Regions from separate parts of the Hordeum vulgare genome. Here region 2 is linked to region 1. A link is a contact called in public Hi-C data. All regions are on one chromosome and are shown on one strand. The core of a region is the stretch at or near the end of the contact, and the rest is flanking DNA. Distances in the headings are between cores, read along the strand shown. Region 1 holds the start of LOC123397581 (protein MIZU-KUSSEI 1-like). Region 2 holds the start of LOC123398866 (protein transport protein sec31-like).

The links. A called contact is a pair of places that touch in the nucleus more often than the background predicts.
Region 2: a Hi-C map of leaf shows a contact between it and region 1, with 3 times the contacts expected there. The contact joins the promoter of LOC123398866 here to the promoter of LOC123397581 in region 1. A contact is called at or near these places in 1 of 6 Hi-C or Micro-C datasets (leaf) and 1 of 1 datasets of contacts at active chromatin or transcription factors (embryo).

What each region holds. Positions count from the first base shown.
Region 1 is chr5H:464,609,206-464,611,905 of MorexV3_pseudomolecules_assembly, reverse strand. It overlaps LOC123397581 (protein MIZU-KUSSEI 1-like), which reads right to left and starts at 1,436. Exons shown (of 1, transcript XM_045092118.1): 1 at 185-1,436. The coding sequence starts at 1,304. The coding sequence ends at 339.
Region 2 is chr5H:465,196,777-465,199,476 of MorexV3_pseudomolecules_assembly, reverse strand. It overlaps LOC123398866 (protein transport protein sec31-like), which reads right to left and starts at 1,387. Exons shown (of 1, transcript XM_045093312.1): 1 at 1-1,387. The coding sequence starts at 1,272.

The DNA of each region.
Region 1 (2,700 bases), core at 187-2,686:
TTGATGCTGATCGATAGCTACTACGTACTTATAATTGCTGTTGCTGCATACGAACTTCAAGCTAAGATAACTAGCTAGCTCGTGATAAAAATTGACATTATTGATGTGATCAGTCATGCTTATTAGGCAACTGATCTGTCAATAACTCGCAGCGAGGATTCAATCACCAATCCACCATACCAAGTGCAAAAGTAACTGCTGTCTAGCATGGACTTGTACTCATTTGAACTTGCTATATTACACATAGTCTCTCTATATATAATCCAATTTCGCCAAAAACCGATGTGATCTACTCGCACGAGTATACATGGAAGACGAAGCACTGGTCTTTCCTTTGTTCACTTCATCCTCACTAGGAAAATGCTGAGCTCCGGTGCGCTGCCGTCGTCGCCTCCGCCACCGTCGCCGCCCGCAACGCCGCCCTCGTGGGGGTTGATCATGTAGAACGCCTCGGAGTCCTTGGACCCGACGACGCGCTCGACGCGGGCGCGCACGTACGTGAGCTCGCCGTCGGGCCCCGCGGGCACGCCGCCGTCCTTCTCGGGCGCGGCCGGCAGCACGCCGGCGCCCATGGACACGCCGCGGAGCAGGCGCATCACGTGCAGCTCGTCGTCGGAGGCGTCCTTGCGGCGGATGGAGTACCCGGCCTTGCGGCCGTTGCAGAAGACGGCCCAGACGTACTCCTCGACGAGCCGGCGGCGCGCGCTGCGGGTGTCGCTCTCCAGCGCCAGCTTGACCACCCCGGATCCGATCTCCTTGTGCAGCGCGCTGGTGAGCATGGGCAGCTCGATGAGGAACACCGGCGGCGCGCGGGTGTCCTCGTGGATGGCCAGGCTCACGCGGCCGCGCCGGTGGCCGAACAGCGTCACCGTCGTGGCGTGGTCCGCGAGGAGGGCCCGGCTGTTGTGCCGGCCCAGCAGCGCCACCATCTTGCACCCCGACGAGAGCATCGGCATGAGCTTGAACATCTTGAAGATCCCTCCATGGCCGCCTCCCTTGCCGCCGCCGCCGCCGCCACCGCCGGCGCTGTCCGGGACCTTCGTCCGGCGCCCGTTTGTGGACGGCCGGAGCAGCGAGCGGAGACTGGGGCCGTCGACGAAAGACGGCATCGATCGCACGGTACTTGCCGAATGCCGATCGAGTTGGTGGAGTGAGGCTTTTTTCTTAAGCAAAGGGGCTTCCCTTGTCGTGCGGATATATAGCCAGCCAGCCAGCCAAAGGGTCGAGGGAACGGGAGCTTGAAGAGGTTGGCCGGTCGTTGTTGCGCTGTGTACCGTAGCATCGTGGAGTCTGGTCGAACTCATCGTTTACCTGCTGCTGCTTGGATCTGTCCGGGCGTCCCCTCTCATTCTGAACGTGACCTGACATGCATTTCCACGTAGTTCGATCCGTGCTGCTTGTGCAATTCTTATGTGCACTTATGTTGTAATGACATCTGTCTACTGAGTACTATATATATATAGTTGGTACCCATGTCTTGTCACGACGAAAAAAATGCATGCAGGTCGTATTAACAGTTTAACACGAATTCTACAATTGGTCCCATTATCTATCTTTGGATTGTTATTACCACGAAAAAATGGTGGAATGTGATGAAATAGGGATTGCTTTTGGAATTTAGTACTCCCTCCGTTCCTAAATATAAATCTTTTAAACGATTTCACTACATGTCTATATACGGAGCAAAATGATTGAATGTACACTCTAAAGTATGTTTATATACATCCGTATGTAATACACTAATGAAATCTCTACAAAGACTTATATTTAGGAACGGAGGGCCGGAGTACGTGTTTTTTTCACAGGGTAAATTTAGACTTCTTACTTGTACAAATACAATTTGGTGCACCTCCTTTTGGCAGTGCCAGTGCGCCTAATCTTTTGTGATGCAAGAGTAGACGTGCAAACAATGTTTTCCTTTGATTTGTTACGACAAATTTTGGTCACCGACCTTCTCTATGCTATTTTTTTGAGCAAAAAAGATTTTCCCCCGATTTCCATTAATAGGAACCAATAGAGGTTCGCAAGACTAAGACCCAAAGCCTACCATGAGAACTAAAACAGTACTCCCTCCATCCGAAAATACTTGTCATTGAAATGGATGTATCTAGATGTATTTTAGTTTTAGATACGTCATTTTTATCCATTTGTGCGACAAGTAATTCCGGACGGAGGGAGTACCTGGGACGAGTAACAAAGCAAGGTGGAATCATAAGAGTAAAGACGCAACTCACTCCTATGGCTCAAAATCTGTGTGCTATAGCAAAAAGGGGGAGGAGGCAAGGAGCCAAAATGACCTTGCAAACCCCAAATGTGGTGAAGAAATAGAAACTACAGTTAAGCAGGCAACATCACAAATGAGATCATAAACAACATCACCGAGGAGGCAACATGTCACATATTTCTCCCCCCCCCCCCCCCTTCAACCACCCTCTAAGAAATTGTAACCAATGCAATGGTGGACACTATTCTTGATCACCTGGTTGAACAATAAAATCTAAAATGAAATAAACAGTTCTAAGTTTTTTACAACAAACAACTGTTGTTCTACTCACATGTTCATATTGCTCTATAACCGAAGAAGGAAAAAATCAAACCTCCGAAATGCTTCAAAAAGACCTTTTTCAGAGCATTGTTTTTTTTACTTTTTATCGAGAACGCCACGAATGTCATTCCTTCTAAAACATTCACATGTCGGTA
Region 2 (2,700 bases), core at 138-2,637, 590 kb before region 1:
CATGCCACCGTTGGCTCCAAGCCATGGTACACTCAGCTGACCTGATCCCTGTGGCTGGGAATTGACCAGATCCGCAAAGCCAGGGCACCCGGGGAACCCAATCGGGAAGAAACCCCAGGTACAGTAATACATGTCAGTGCCCGGCACAATGGGTGGCGGCTCAGCCATTGCCTCGGCTACAAATGGCTGGTGGCAGCTGGAGCACTTTAGTTTGCGCGCCTCGTAGAGACGATCATACTGGTGAATATGGGAGCACCCCTTGCACAATGTCCAGAATGTCGACGCAGGCAATGTGGCAGCCTCCACCGGCGGAGCTGTTGCTCCGGCGGGTGGCTGGGAAGCTGCTTGCAGCAGGCTCGGTTGTGGAGGCGGCGGTGGTTGGGTAGCTGGTTGCAGCGGACTCGGCTGTGGAGACGGCGGTAGCTTGGTAGCTGCTCGCAACGGACTCAAATGTGGAGGTGGCTGTGCCTGGGTAGCTGGTTGCGGCGGGCTCGGCTGTGGAAGCGGCGGTGTCTGGGTAGCTGCCCGCAGCGAACTAGGCTGTGTAGGCGGCGGTGTCTGGGTAGCTGCTCGCAGCGAACTCGGCTGTGGAGGCGGCGGTGTCTGGGTAGCTGCTCGCATCGAACTCGGCTGTGGGGGCCGAGAAGGCTGGGTAGCTGCTTGCAGCCGAGTCGGCTGTGGAGGCGGCGTTGGCTGGGGAGCTGGCCGTACCGGGATCCGCTGTGGAGGTGGCCGTGGCAGGGGAACTGCCCATACCGGGCTCTGCTGTGGAGGCGGCGACGGCTGCGGCCTCCTCTCCACCGCCGGCTGTTGCATCGGTGCGCGAGGTGCAGCGGCGGCATCCAGTTCGGCGTCGAGGGCGGACTTAAGTGCGGCGTTGGAGAGGAAGGCCCACGCATCGGCGACGAGGCGGGCGGCCTCGGCGATGTACACCGAGCAGGGGCGGTCGGGGTGGGACCGGTTGAGGAGGAGGGAGAGCCGGCGGAACTTGGGGTGGACGACGTCCGGGTGGCGCGACGCGGGGTTGGCAGGGTCGAGGCCGAGAACAGCGTAGGGATCGGGCTGGCCGCTGGGCAGTCGGCGGCGCTGGGACGCGAGGAGGACGTCGGCGGCGGCGTAGAGATCCTCAGCGCCCGGGGTACGGGGGTCGGCGGCGATGGCCTGGGAGGAGAACTCCTTGCAGCCCTCGAGGTCCCTCGCCATGAGGAGCTTCTCGGCCACACTCATCCACTTGTCCGCCTGCCGCCGTGCGGCGGCGGCGGCCGGATCCATTGTTGGGTGGAGGGTGGGATTGAGGAGGGTTCGGTGGAGCTCGAATTGGGGATGGATCTTTTTTTTTCCTCTGACGGTCGAATTGGGGATGGATCAGCTGGGTGTGCGTGTGCGATAATAGCGATGTTAACATGGACGATTCCGACACAAACCAACGGCTTTTCATGGGCATTTGACGGCCCAATAGCAATCCGAGTTTTGCTCACTACTACCTCAGAATTCTCTGGTGATTACAAGTGATGGAGCACATGGGCATCACTTGTTTTGCTAAAAAAAACATAGGCATCACTTGTCAGCATAGAGTTCTGTCAAAATTGACAGTGTGTGCTCTTTTCTAGATTTGTCTTCTAAAATTAAAATCCGTGAGTCCAAATTACAAATCGCTTTTAATTCTTGTATTTTTTGCGTCAAGATCTTTAAAATTTGATTCCATGCTAAAAGGCTTTCACGAACTTTCTTCATACGGAATTTGTGCTTCCAACTGCACTAACATATGCCCTCGCAAAAGAAAAAAAAAACAACACTAACCTATAATATCAACGTGAACTAACCCGTACTACAACCTAGTAGTAACTTACTACTGGTTGCGGGCACGCACATGGCGTGACGTCTGAGAGGAATCTCTATGGTGCCAGGTAGGCACACACTGCTTTCACTTCACTGTTTGTACTACTTGATATTATTTCATCAGATTTGATATGTGCAAACTTCTAACTGGAACAATAAGACACACGTGTGCAAAACCAACACAATCCCATAATGGATTCTCATCGGCTACATGAAGTACTGACATTGTCTAACACTGATATGATTGCGTTGTCTCTAGTTATATACTTTACCTACTCTAAATTTTCCACACCTTTTTTTTTGGTATCAAAACGAGTGGAATTAAATGTGGAACACAAGTAGTACAACAAATAGTCGGTAATGGTTCGCCGCAAAACTATAGAGTATACCCACCTGCTCCTATGTGTTTGTGTTCGTCACATCAGTAGCAATTGGGTCCTCCGTTGTCACATCACCAACCGGGGAAACTGTCGCCATAGCCACCTCGTGAGTGAGCACGAACCTGGACGGCCCAGCCGGACTGACAAGATCGCCATTGGTGGTGGTGGTGTGGTGATGCCCTTTCTTGCCATCGTGCTAGTGGGTCCTAAGCTCAATGAGGAACTAGAAGAGCGGGCTCACGAAGGCCTTATGTGGATGAAAGATCGGTCGGCACTCCTGTCCTGGGAATATGGCGGCGAACACCAAGGACGAATGCGATAGGCTCCTCATGTCCATGAACATGTACCAACTCTCTCCAATATGCGTTCTTAGGAAACTCATGCCTTACAAAGAGGAAGAATAGAAGGAAATAAGGAGAGAAACTTGTATAACTCTGACGGGACTAAAATTCAAAACCAACAAAGCAATTTCACTAATCAC